Linked DNA regions of Mus musculus: regions 1 and 3 are each linked to region 2. Evidence: chromatin contacts called from public HiChIP or PLAC-seq data. All regions are on one chromosome and are shown on one strand. The core of a region is the stretch at or near the end of the contact, and the rest is flanking DNA. Distances in the headings are between cores, read along the strand shown. Region 1 overlaps Ect2l (epithelial cell transforming sequence 2 oncogene-like). Region 2 overlaps Gm32543 (a long non-coding RNA gene). Region 3 has its middle 310 kb from the start of Gm20125.

The links. HiChIP or PLAC-seq counts read pairs in DNA pulled down with a chosen protein or histone mark.
Region 1: an H3K4me3 HiChIP or PLAC-seq map of bone marrow-derived macrophages shows a contact between it and region 2, with 6 times the contacts expected there. The contact joins two enhancer-like sites. A contact is called at or near these places in 1 of 115 datasets of contacts at active chromatin or transcription factors (bone marrow-derived macrophages) and 1 of 9 other capture datasets (adipose tissue).
Region 3: a contact with region 2 is called in a RAD21 HiChIP or PLAC-seq map of pro-B cells, with 7 times the contacts expected there. The contact joins two enhancer-like sites. A contact is called at or near these places in 1 of 15 datasets of contacts at CTCF or cohesin (pro-B cells) and 1 of 115 datasets of contacts at active chromatin or transcription factors (large pre-B cells).

What each region holds. Positions count from the first base shown.
Region 1 is chr10:18,193,894-18,198,644 of GRCm38.p6, reverse strand. All of the region lies in intron 3 of Ect2l (epithelial cell transforming sequence 2 oncogene-like), which reads left to right. Among named protein-coding and RNA genes, the nearest start is that of Ect2l, 15 kb to the left of the region's middle. Within about 2 kb of position 1,379, at least 87 of the 459 cell types and tissues checked have an H3K27ac peak or open chromatin away from gene starts, as enhancers often do. A contact at or near this core is called in adipose tissue and bone marrow-derived macrophages, where this site is marked.
Region 2 is chr10:17,557,598-17,561,951 of GRCm38.p6, reverse strand. The region is part of intron 3 of Gm32543 (a long non-coding RNA gene); the gene reads left to right. Among named protein-coding and RNA genes, the nearest start is that of Gm32656, 100 kb to the left of the region's middle. Within about 2 kb of position 1,516, at least 69 of the 459 cell types and tissues checked have an H3K27ac peak or open chromatin away from gene starts, as enhancers often do. A contact at or near this core is called in adipose tissue, bone marrow-derived macrophages and pro-B cells, where this site is marked.
Region 3 is chr10:16,788,429-16,793,010 of GRCm38.p6, reverse strand. No RefSeq gene overlaps it. Among named protein-coding and RNA genes, the nearest start is that of Gm20125, 310 kb to the left of the region's middle. Within about 2 kb of position 3,075, at least 18 of the 459 cell types and tissues checked have an H3K27ac peak or open chromatin away from gene starts, as enhancers often do. A contact at or near this core is called in pro-B cells, where this site is marked.

The sequences.
Region 1 (4,751 bases), core at 130-2,629, 640 kb before region 2:
GGAGGACCTAGCTGGGTAGTAGCAGCTTCTGTGAGAATGATTTTTGCCGGATTCATCTCCAAAGAGGTCCCCTTGAGTCTGTCTGGGGCAGTCACTGGTGTCTTCGGCCAACAATCCTAACAGAGTGGCATTTCTGAGATGTAGTCCTTTGTCCCCAGACTGACACTCTTTAACTAGTGGACAGAGACCTGGAGCTCTGCCACACCTGCAGAGGGGACTCCAGGAAGTGGCTTATTTCCTATTGTTTGTTTAGGGAGACTCTGGGTATGTTTCACGGACAGTTGGGGTTAGCCACTTTCATTATGGTTTTCATTATGCTTTTCATCATTGCTTTCAAACTGCCCTTTTCCTAATTACCCCTTTCCCTTCTCCTCTGTGTGGGTGTGTCCCCCATGCCCCCTATTCTGGCACTTCAAATCTTTGCGAGGCTAGGCGCTTCCTCTCCCATTGAGGCCAGACAAGGCAGCCCAGTGAGAAGAACACACCCCACGTACAGGCAACAGTTTTAGGGACAGCACCCGCTCCAGTTGTTCGGGACCCACATGAAGAACAAGCTGCACATCTGCGACATACAAGTGTGGGGAGGCTTAGGTCCAGCCCATGAATGTCCTCTGGTTGGTGGTTCAGACTCTGAGAGCCCCAAGGGTCGAGGTTAGTTGACACTGTTGGTCTTCCTGTGGAGTTCCCATCCTCTTCAGGGCCAAAATTGTGAAGATTCTTTTTAAAGAAGATATACTTTCTTATTCTTATATGTGTGTGTCTATGGAGGGGGTGCCTGTGAGGCCTGAAGAGGATGTCCGATCCCCCGGGGATGGAGCACAGGTGCTTGTAAGCTGCTGTACAGTGTGGATGCTGAGAACTGAACTCAGGCTCCTGGAAGAGCTGTAGGTGCTCTTAACCACCGAGCATCTCCGCAGCCCCGTAGAGGCTGCTCAGTAGCTGTCTGACGATCAGGGGGAGGCACATTTCACTGTAGTCATTTTCTGTGATTCCTTTTGCCCTACCTTCCAGCATTCTAGAAAATAGATACAAACAAACAAACAAGACAGACAGACAGACAGACAGACCAAACTTCATTCACATCCATTATCACATTGTAGTCTCAGGGACCATGAACCAAGCAGTTTCAGTTTTGACCACCAGAGGTCACTAGAGATCTTGTGGTACTTTGAGGCTGCTTAACCTGACATTCTGTCCCTAGAAACTGTACCCTTTGGCGCTTGAATGCTTCTTTCTGTGGAATGAGAATGTGGAGCCAACCTGTTGTGTAGTTTTTGTTTTGGTTTGTTCTTTGCTTCCTTTAACAGCAGCTGCGTTCTCACAGAGAGATCAGTGAGCGAGTGAGTCATAGTTCACGCAGCTGCTAACGCGCTCGGGGCTGCCGATTTCACAGGAAGCTGGGTGGGAGTTTTTGGTTTCTAGATTTGTCCTTCTGGGGTCGTCTTTAACTTGTAGTGATTGTTTTTGTTATTGAACACGATCTGCCTAGTCACATGTTTCCCAGTCTCAGGCTTGCATACGTGGGTGGTTTTTACCTGGCCCTCAACTTTCTAGAGGCTCACACTGGGTTAACAGTCTAATCCCATTCGGGCTGTGTTCAATTTTAGTTAGATCTAGAAGCTCGACTCGTTTTTGTTTGTTTGCTTGTTTGTTTTAACAAGTTAATACAACCAGCTTCCCTTAAATGATCCTTACCGAAATATAATTTTTGTGTACAATAACATTTGGCAGTTGAAGGACTCAAGTGAATATTGGCAGAATTTTGTGGTCCTCATATAATCTAAGTTTAACACATTCCACCATTCCCAGTCAATCCCTAGTCAATGATAGTCACTCCTTATCACCTGTCCTTCCAGATGTGTCCAAACACAAGTCTACTTCCATCTCTCTAAATGTACCCCCTCTGGACTCTATATAAATAGAGCCAGGTAATAGGTGATTTTTTTTTGTAGCTTTTTTTTCATGTATTAAAATGTCAAGGTTTATCCATTTTATAGCACACTTTTAACTACTTTCTTCTTGTCAAAAAACATTCCATATTGTGGACTTATAATATTTCATACTGTCACCAGTTGGTAAACATTTGATTTGTTTCCCCCTCAGGCTGTTGAAGATAATGCTACTCTGAACACCTGTATCCGGATTTTTCTAAAGAGGAACTTTTATTTTCCTAGTTTTGTTTTTCTTTAAAATTCCATTTTAGACCAGTTTCTAGGCTCTGTGTATTCATCAGATTTATGTATTTAGTGTATGTAGTGGATGGTGGTTAGGCACGAGCCAGGGCGTGAGTGTGGAGATTGGACAACACCTCGTGGGAATTGGTATCTTACTGCATCACGTGGGTCCAGGTGGTTGAATTCAGGTAGTGAGGCTTGCCAGCAAGTGCCTTTACCTGGGGCCTTTTCTTGACCCTTTTATTTTTCTTAAGCATTCATACAAAAGAGCTTAGAATACTTGCCTCCAGTGTACGAGGGCCTGGGTTCAGTCCCCAGAGTGGGAGAAATGAAAGCTATGAAGTGAAGTATATATTGGGGATTGAAATGAGTGGCTGTAACAGTAACAGAACCATCAAATTTTGGTTATTTATTCAGTGTTTCTTTTTAATCTTCTTATTCCTGTAGTCTTTCTCCTCCCAAATGTAAACATAATAAATATGAAAAATATACATCACTTAACTGCTTGAAGTCTGGGGCGAACTCTACTGTATTTGTAGAACAGTACTTTTTCTCATGACAGAGGCTATGGTTCTGGTCTGTCTGTTTGTTTGTTTTACAGTCTCTCTCTTTCTTTGTTGAAATCCTCATTTTCATATGTTATCTTCTGGTCCCAATTTCCCCTCCTCCAGCTTCTTCCCATCTTCTCCCCTCCCCCACCCCAGCTCCACTCCCATTCTTTCTCTTGTTTGTTTTTTTTTTTTTAAAGATTTATTTATTATATGTAAGTACACTGTAGCTGTCTTCAGACACACCAGAAGAGGGTGTCAGATCTCATTACAGATGGTTGTGAGTCACCATGTGGTTGCTGGGAATTGAACTAAGGACCTCTGGAAGAGCAGTCAGTGCTCTTAACCGCTGAGCCATCTCTCCAGCCCTAGAGTGATTATTTATTTATTTATTTATTTATTTATTGTTTTTCGAGACAGGGTTTCTCTGTCTAGCCCTGGCTGTCCTGGAACTCACTTTGTAGACCAGGCTGGCCTCGAATTCAGAAATCTGCCTGCCTCTGCCTCCTGAGTGCTGGGATAAAAGGTGTGCGCCACCATGCCCGGCTCCTAGAATGATTTTTAAAGGAATTTTATAATCACTAAGATTTTATTTATTTATTTAGCTTCTTAAACCATCCCTCTGGCCAGTCTTCCTCCTTTTAACAGGAAGTGTCTTTATCCCTCCCTTATGAAGTTTCTCCAGGACATGACACTCATGTTTCAGCAGGCCTCAAGGTTCCTGCTGGTGTCTACTTTTCTGCCCCGCCCCCTCCTCCCCCCCCCCCCCCACCTGCTTGACTAAATTGACCTTTGAAGGCCGCTGGGCTGTTTGTCTCTGTCACACTTGGAGACACCTTCGAGGGCTGTGAATTGCTCTCCTTGCTGCACTGGTGAGACCGGTTTTAAATTGCTTCTGCACAGCTGCGTCTGCTGCTGCGTTGCCTTCTTACAAAGGCCTTTCATTCCAGAATTGGAGAAGTTTAAACTTGTAGCCTTCTTGGGTGGGTGTGGCAACATTCATGCAACTGCGTTTTCGGGCGGTGGGGGAGGGGAGGGACAGAAGAAAGAAGGAAGGTCACGAGTAACCCAAGAGATCTTACGTCTGGTCACCCGTCTTCACCAGAGCAGAATGGACGTGGGGGTGGGCAGGGGCAGGACAACGCACGCATCCCTGTATACTAAGAACACCCATGTCCTCTCTAATCCACTCACTTACTCTTTCCGTGTGGCCCCTGCAAGCCGTTGGGTGAGGAAATCTCACTTGGTGTAGTCTGTCAAGAAACCTGGCTGTGAAGTTTTTCAGAGACAACATACTTCCAGCTTCAATTAGAGCCCAGCGCAGCAGCATCTCCTTGAGTTTGGAAACTCATTTTAAAGGAGAGCATTTGCACGTGGCAATGGGACGTTGTTTTAAGAACAAGCATCGCCCAGGGATGGTATAACACCAAAGCAGAACGAGAACAGACTCTTCAGGACCTTGCTAGCGCCATCACTGCTGTGGGCTTTGTCACCAGGGAAGGATGCGACTTGAACTGAAGACATGGGCAAGGTAAAAATTCTAGCCAAGGACAGAGCAGAGTGGCTGGAAATCACCATGAGGCGAGGGGATTCTGTCTAAACGAAGCTAGCAGGCTCCTGCTGGAGACAGGCAGAAGATCAGACACCTTCCCTCCCCTCTTCCTCCAAACACCGAAGGATCAGGAACCCGATCAGATTTCCAGGGTGATCAAGTATCAAGCGTTGGGATTTGTTCTGAAATGACTTAGCAATGTTCTTTGCTAAGACTAGATTCTACCAAGGAGCCCACCCAGATGGACAAAGGAGAAGGCTCGGGAGCTGAGAAGGTAGAACTTTGTCAGAAAAGGAGCAGGCAGTGTTCAGAGACAAGGCGTACCTCTGTACTGCCAACTATTGTATCTGGACAGGCAGAGAGTCTGGAAGTTTGGGTCATTTTGTCTCTTCCTTCCCACTAAGGACCATGTTCTGAGCATCCGCCAACGCTCTACACCATTAGAGCAATCATAAAATATCCTCATTCACGGCTGAG
Region 2 (4,354 bases), core at 267-2,766:
AGCAATGAAAATAATTTTATGGTTCTATCAGAGTGGTCCTGGGGATTCCAAACTTTTAGGTGCCATAAAAATACCAATGTTTAGTAATGATTTACTGGTTTTTAGAGGCAAGTTACTTCTAGGCTGCTGAGGCTGGAGCTGAGAGAAAGCAGGGAGTACCGGGATGGCTTCAGGGGCCCTTCGCGTTGCCTCTTCATTGGTTTTTAAGTAAGCCACGAGCACAGTCAAATGAATGCTCTTCCTTTTGAATGAGCTTGGCCTCTGTCACGGGGGCTCTTCCGTCTTTTCCTGTTAGTACTCAATTTATCTTCATCAAGTCCCAAGCAGGAAGGTCCAGATGTTATGACTCTTTGTTTTACAGTTTTATCATTTACAGGAAATTCAGACACAGGAAAATAGTGAGGAATTCAACCCAGAAGGACAGGGCCCATCTATAGTTGGGGCCCAAAGGAGCAGGAAGCCCTAGCTCACGGTGTCTCTATATAGGAAAGGGTTGAGACTATAGTGCAGTATCCCTTCAGGTAATTTTTGTTTGTCCTTTTTTTTTTCAGATCCCTGTAATATATTAGTTCACTGTCTGTGTAAATCTCAAAACTTGCACCTGACGTTGTTATAGATCTGGATGGAAAATATCTAACAATTGAGAAAAAGCAGCCTGGGATTTTCAATGGCCAGATTAGATTTCAGGATGCTCAACATGTCACACACACATGTACACAGACAGACACACACGCCTGCACACACACATAGACACACACACACATACACAGACAGACAGACACAGAGATACACACACACATGCCTACACACACACATGCCTGCACACACACATATACACACATATTCACATATGCACACACATATACAGACACACACACAGACATACACAGAGATACACACACACACACACACATATGAACACACACACATACACATACACACAGACACACACACATGCCTGCATACACATATACAAATATGCACACACATATACAGAGATACACACATATGCACACAGACACACACAGATACACACACACTCACAGACACACACATATACACACACATACACAGACACACATGCCTGAACACACACATATATACACACACACAGACATACACATATGCATACACATACACAGACACACATGCATACACAGAGAGATACATGCATACACACACACACACACACACACACACAGAGGACACACCATGTCTTGTATTTCACTCTGTTTCAGTCTCTGTGTGGATTGGGGAAAATGACAAGTTTGGTTTCCTTCAAGTCTAACTCAAATGTGCTCAAGTAAAAACATCAAAAACATGGTACACAAACAAGGGTGAGGCCCACAGCCGGAGTTAAGAGATCTTCTTTACAGGCACAGAGGCTGAAAAAGCATCAGCATTCGCACAGCCTATCATTTAGTGAGCAGAGATCTCCTTTCTGCTCCCTTAAACTCTCAACTCTTGGCCGCAGCCTCCCTAAAGACTCACTGGATCTTGCACAGCTGCTAAGGGACAATGTAAGTTGTCTAACAGTGAGCCAAAGTGAGCATCAAAATGGAGTTAAGGAACTTCAAGGAGGAAGCTTTCTGTTTGGTTTGTTTCTCTTATTTTGAAAGGCAGACCCACCAACCTAATGGAGACATTTTGCCATTCTTTCTAATCACCCTCTTTCTTTCTGAATCTGCGTTTTCCTGGAGGGTAGATAATCTCTGGCGCTGTGCTCACTGGCTCAGCTCAGCTGAGCTCTGTTCCCTGGAGTCTTGCTAACTGTATAAACTTTCAGTTCCTCAAGTCTAATGCTGGCTCACCCAGGAAAGAAAAAAAAAAAAAAAAAGCAAATTGAACAATTAAATTCAAGCTGTAGCTTCCGTCATGACTCAAGAACAGAAAAATGTTTTTAAGAGCCAGCAGTACATAAAGTACCATTAATAACCCAGAATTTATGATTTCCCATTGGGGGCCCCAAACAACATCATTTTGCCCAACTCTATTATGATACTGGATTGGAAAAGTTTCTCAAAAGTAACCATTTGATCCACTCTTCACCCAAGGCCGAGAATTTTGAGAAATTCTTTTATAAAAACGAAAGAAGCTGGAACCCTCTTTCTTTTATTCTTGTCTTTTCCATGCCCACCCCTTGCCTCTTTTCCTTGGCTTAGCTGCCCGGTTGCTGTGTCAGCATGCTGAGATCTGTGCAACACTCCCACCTCAGGAATTTGAAGCCTGGTGCTGAGTCTTTTTATTTCTTTGAGTTCAAGCTATGGATTTTTGTATTCAGAAAGTCTTAGAGGCTTATGCTATAGGCCCAGATTTTCATTCTTTGGCTGCATGGATAAATTAGGCCATTTTGGGAAAGTCCTTTGCAATCACATTACAGGGGCCGCTTGACTAGAATATCCCTGAAAACATTAAGGATGGTTTCTTACAATATACTGAGAAAAGTCCATGCTAGCCCCCCTCCCCTAGTGTGATGTTTCTAATGGAGTAAATAGTTGGACGATGGTTAGAAAGTCATAGAATAATTGATTTGAACACTCCAAGTAAATATTTCTCAGGGCAAGCTCACACTTTTAATTTCCTAAGAAGAGGGCTCCATTTTCCTTTCTGCCTAGAAATCATTTCCAAAATTGTATATGCAGTCAGAGCTTCAGAAACCACTGCTGGGTCTTGGGGGATGCAAGTTCGTGGGTTAGTTGTCCTAGAGCTTAGATAAAATAGAATGTAAGTAAGAATTATATACAAAATAAACCTTTTTCTCTGTTGGGATTAATGACTGTAGTTAATTTAAATGCTCAATTGGAATAGGAAACTACCATGGAGACTACATCATTTATTTATTTATTTATTTATTTATTTATTTATTTATTTATTAAGCTGCTCCTATATATTCTTTTCACAGCCCCACACTGCAAACAACATTGTCCCCATTACACAGGCAAAGAAACGGTGGCCTGGACAATATGATAAATGCAGACACTGCGGCAGTAGTCATTCTAGGAAGGTAGGTGTGACTCTGTACCTATCCTCTCATCTGATGTAACATGTTGCCTCTGTGGGCAGATGAGTGAGGACACTCCTTTGATATCCATGCCATGTGTGTTTCCTTTCCATGCCGAGAAATGGCTCCTCTAGTGGTCTGAAGGTGTGGAGAGGCATTCATTGCCCTAGACTCAAGCATCTGGTAGGGAATTCTGATGATGGACTTCTTGGAGATGTCTGAAGGCTAAGGGAGGGTTTGAAGGGGCCACTTTGACAATTCGGCCAATGGCAAACTGTCTGACTTGAGAGGAAGAGCAGACACATCCTGGCATTGTTGTGGCAGGCAGAGTGAAGCAGGCAGAAACACCCTGGGACTTTCAATGTGTGGTTTCTCCTCATGCTGCTGAGAGTTCAAAACTTCAGAAAACTGTCAAGATGGCTTGAGGCAGGTTCTAGACACCTGTGCCCTTACAAAATGGAAAGACCCATTTTCAAGGATTCATCATTTCCCTTCAGAGCTCCTGGTTCTGCGGTGGGACTTATTCTCCCCTCAGGCATTATGGGTATTCATTCTCCCTCACTGGAGTTCCTTCTGGTAAGCGGTCACTAAGAAAGAGTCTAGTCAATAATTTCGCCATTTACAGCAGTGAGTTTACTGAAGGACTCTCAGGAATCAAGCGAAGCTACCATATGAGGATGAGGCTGCAGAGGCAAGGGAAGTTTCTTTGTGCTCCTTGATGTATAGGACCCAGGGAGTGCCTATTCACAGCCTGATGGGGAAGGATGCTCCTCAGGGGAGGGGGAAAGACTGACTGAGATGATGAAAGATGACATCAGAGTGTATCTCCAGAAAAAAACAGATCAACACAATAGGGAGTTCCCTGGCTGCCACCTTTCAAATCACACAACAACAGGTGTACATTTAAATGAAAATTGATGGGGGTGTTGGTAGGGATGGGTTGCTATCACTAGGAATATTTTCTTTCCCATATCTGGGTTCTCAGCCTCTTAGTGCTAGAACAAAGTTATGCTTTTAACTATTGCTTCTTGATCAAAGATCTTTTCCAAAGAACATCGTAAACACTAGTAATTTAAATGCTGTTAGCCTAGGGAGTACAACCTCCAAAGGTGACATCTTTTTGAAAAGTCTATTGATTGTCAGTGATGCCCGTAGAATCTGATGAAGTTTTGCTAAACCTTTTTCCGGAGAAGCTTTTTCGAAGGGCCAAGTTGCATAGCTCATCTAGGAAGTTTCCTGCAATGTGTGCACTCCACGTGTCCCTTATGGACAGAGGACGCTCACTGGAGCACTCCTCTCAGGATGATATGCCTGGTCTGGAGAAACGTTATGTAGAAAAGATGTTTCTTTCAC
Region 3 (4,582 bases), core at 1,826-4,325, 770 kb after region 2:
GGACACGGGAGTTAGTGACTGGTAAGGGTTGTCTCTGTGGCACATGGCAAACATGTATCAAAACCCAGCAAACTGTACAGGTCAAAAGAGCCTTGCTTTATGTGAACTATGGACTCAGCTACCTTTTTAAACTGTATGCACTTAAATTCTTACATGAAGAACAAAATGTGTTTGTAGTTCATACAAAACAGACATATATAATTAAAATGTGAAAAGCAGCAATCTCCAAGTGAAGAGATTTAGAATTAATGGCTTTGCTTTTTCTGTCGTTTCTTTGCTAAACTCTTTCACCTCTTATTTAATGTTGTTAAAAATAAGAGTCTCATTAAACTATGACATGAATGTTAATTGACTAATAAAGTATATTAGGGATAGATTCTTACTGCAATAATAGTTTATGTACTGTGTACCAAGGTACTTTGAATGGATCTGTTCTTGCTTAATTGGAAGCACAGGCATCCCTTAAAGTTGTTTGTTGTTCTTGTTGTAGTAGATGATGTATTAGATGAATTTGAACAGATCAATGGATTTGATCCTGTGAGCATGTCTTCAAAGGGAACCAAAAGGTTCTCTTCTCCCAGCCTTATATTTTGCCAGATAGGTTTCTTATTTCTCCAGTCTGCCTATCACTTTAATAGCAATAATATTAAAGAATAAAATTTTTACTCTTTAGTCATTATCTAATGATTCATAAAATCTGTCTAGGGTACACAATCTTCTTTTATTTTCTTGATTTCTTCTATGAAACAAAATAGTTTATTCCTATGTCTTGTCATCAGGAAATAGCTTGTCTTAAGGGTTAATACTTCCATATTTGTTTCAAGGCTCTGGTTTTTATCTTTTCTTTTCTTTTTTCTTTTTAACTTAACAGCTTCATACTTTATTTTGTTTATAAAAGATCTTTTATTTTTATGTGTGATAAAATCCAGGTCCAGATCCACAGCGTTAGGAACTATTGAATTTTAGCAGCAAAGTCAAATAGTTTCTTCTGCAGATGTATTTCTTCCTCACTTTCCTTCACTACAAAATGAAGACTGTAAGTCAAGTCTTGCAAGATCTCCATGTGTTCTTTGTGATCCCAGTAGACGACATGCATTCTGCGCAGTCGCAGTCTACTCACTTCTAACACCTTTCCACACTTTATAATTGCATTCCTGCACCTGGTAGTTTCCCCTCGTGTATATGGGGATAATTCTAGCTCCAGTGTAGAAGAGGAAACGAAGCACCCCCCCCTTTTGGCAAACAAAACAGATGTTAACTTTTTAATATCCTTTGTATGCTACAGAGATTATATCTCTTAGTACACATGGCAGGTAAGTTTAGAACAGGATATTCACAGTTTTTGTGTGAGGAAATATTTAGTAATCAACTCTTTTCAAGGAAAAGAAAGTCACTTATTGGTAGCATTGATAATTTTCACATTGATACTTTCGCAACCTGACTATTTCAAGCCACCAGAATATGATCGACCTGTTTAATGTAATTCACGACCCTCATAAATCTGGTCCAGAAAAGTACTGAGAAATCCTGCCCTTCAAATACAGTTTCAATATTAGAATGAAAGAGACTCTCCTGATTTTGTTCACTTTAACTCTTTTGAGGGGGGCAATTTTCCATTGTGGTCTTTCTAGTAGGTTACTTTTATGTTATTCTTATAACAAAGGCTACTTCTCAACTTTGCTGTTACTGTTACTTTATCAAAAATCAATCAGAAAACTAATAATAGCATGTGTTAGATAAAATAGTAGTTTATTTCCCTCTTCCAAAGCATGGCTTGCAGCAGAATTTTATATTATTTTGTATTTTGATTTACAAAAATTTGTATAGGAATTATAAACTTAAAAGGTAATTAAAGTTTGTGAACTGAGGACCTACTGTGATCAAAATAGTAATTTGTAATTATCATCTCTACTATATTTTATTATTATCTACCAAATAAAATACCTCTTCTTAAAGTTACTGTTCTTCTTTTGTAATGCAACCAGTAGTGGATATTTTAGCTTTAGTCATTTTCATGATTTTGCCCTTTCACTAGGCTTTCTGAGGTCAGAAACGTTTTCTAGACTAATCCTTTAAAAGACGCTAGCCTGGGGATGGCTTGAAAATAGGACTAATCTAAAAAATACCTGTATATGTCTTAATTCCTGTGCATATCTTGCTTGGTTTATGCAGATGACCCTCACACCAGCACTGTTTTTAATCATAGACATCTTGGCTGAAATTTTCACAGTAATCTTTACATACTTTGTGTATGACCTTTCTCTCTTATTTAAGATTTTACATTATTTAAGGCATGGCTGAAGAATTACATATTTAACATGACCCCTACAGGTTTTAGAAGTTAGAAACAACAACAAAAATATGTAGGGGTGGTCTCTGCAGGTTTCTGAGCATTTTGTATTCATTTCTGAAGGGAGATGTCTCTATCATTCTGCTTAAACTTTATACTGTATGTCAATTTCAATGTAGAACAAAATCCACTTGCAAATGACACTGTGCTTACACCAAAAAAGGTGATCAAATAGTCATAGGAGCCTAGTCAAATAAATCCTGCATTTATAAAGATAGTATTTCATAAAATAGACTTAATGATGTTTATATGACTTCCTGTGAAAGCAGAAAGAACAGTATAATAATGGTATAAACATAGGAAATATCTGTCCCCAGGGACACATGATCACCATCTACAAGCCTAGAATTCATAGATTTTTGAGGCTATAAGAAAAATGAAAATTTGCTTACTACAGTTACTAAGGAAAAACAGCAAAAATAGTTTGCAAGAACAGACATGGTGCTCAGGTGAAAAGTTTACATGGAATATGACAAATATTTCAAATATCAGTAAGGTGTTTTTAAGAACGTCACAGATCCACTATTTTTTAATATGTTTGACAGACTCAATTTTCCTTCCTCTTCAAGTTGTGGAAGATGTTAGCTTTGAGTCCTCCCTGAGGAATTAGAAAAAAGAAAAAAAAAAAAAGAAAAAGAAAACTTTGATTTTCCCTTGAACTCATGTTCTTCCCCCTGTATTAGAATAGCACAGCAGCTGCTCTCTCGAATCTGGCAAATCCCAAGAGGGCTGGTTGTACTTGGTGATTGTAGTTAGCTCAGCTGCTCTGGGGTTAGAGTTGCTTCCTGCTGGTTCTGTGTCCACAAATATTTGTTAAATAATATGCTGAGAGAAGACATAGAAAGGATCTACAGCTGTGCTGGTAACCTCACCCCAGTATAGTCTAACAAATACTCCCAGAGTGCCTCAGAACACTCCTAATAGTCGACCATTGCTTATGAGCCTCACATGACATTTTCTTCCATATACAGAAGTCCGATTTTCTTTTAACACCCTTGGCTTCTCCTCAGGAAGGAAGAAAGGGTTATTTTTATTATTTAGCTTGGGGAAAAAGCAGTCCACACCAGTCACTTTTCCCCACCCTTTATCTGAGATAGCACCACTTTGGTGTATACTGTCATATCTTTAAATGCTATAATTTTATAAACAAAGTAAATCATTGAGAAGATTGACAACATTTTGGATGATGAGAGTACAGCTAAGAAAACATTCAGGAATCATGTAATTTGTTATCAGGAAGATCATTTCTTATCCCACAACATCAATTCCGTGGGTAATCAATATGGTATTTTGTTTTTTATCTATTTTCTTTTTATCATTTTGCAAACAGTTTAGAACCCTGATTTTGAATGCAAAGTGCTATTTATTGGATGCTATAATCCTTAGTGTAGAAGGAAATTCTTGGAAATTTGAACAAATTGTTTCTAAGTCTATACCAAGCACAAAACACTATCCTCCATAAATATCATCCAATTGTATAATTAACTAATATGATTTAAAGTCCATTTTAGTGAAAATTGTATCTGACTCTTTTCTTGATGTAGCTTTTGAAACTATTAAGCCCCATAAATATTTCTGAGCCCCATATATATTATTTAGGATAAGAATACATACCACCACATACATTAATGTGTAACAGGAGCAAATAAAAGAAGAATGGAAAATTCTCTCTCTCTCTCTCTCTCTCTCTCTCTCTCTCTCTCTCTCTCTCTCTCTCGTGTGTGTGTGTGTGTGTGTGTGTGTGTATGTGTGGTGTGTGTATGGGAGACAATTATATGTGTCTTTGATTACAGAATTAATTTACTCTATGACTTGGATTCTGAAGGGTTGTGTGAGTACTCTAATTGATTCCAAGATAATGGTGCCAGACCTTCCTTACAAAATTAGGCCTTCTTCCCCGTACTAGACTTGTTTCACCATTTGGATGTCTGTTAAATTGATGCTAACCCTTAATAAACTTAACATGTGAATACCTCATATTTCTAAGTGGGAATGCTGAACTTGTTAGAGAACAGTGAAAATGATTTCTGCAAGAAACAAACACAAACTTCAACAACCATATATTTTGTAAAAAATAATTGAATTTATGGAAATATTTAAAACCCCATAACTTTAATACATGGGTTAAGAATCTGGCAGATATTCAGCTCTCAAGAGAATTGGGCAGACTCGTCAGAAGTTCAAGACCAGTAATATGGGCTATGTAGAAGTAACAGATCTCAAGGAAGAGAG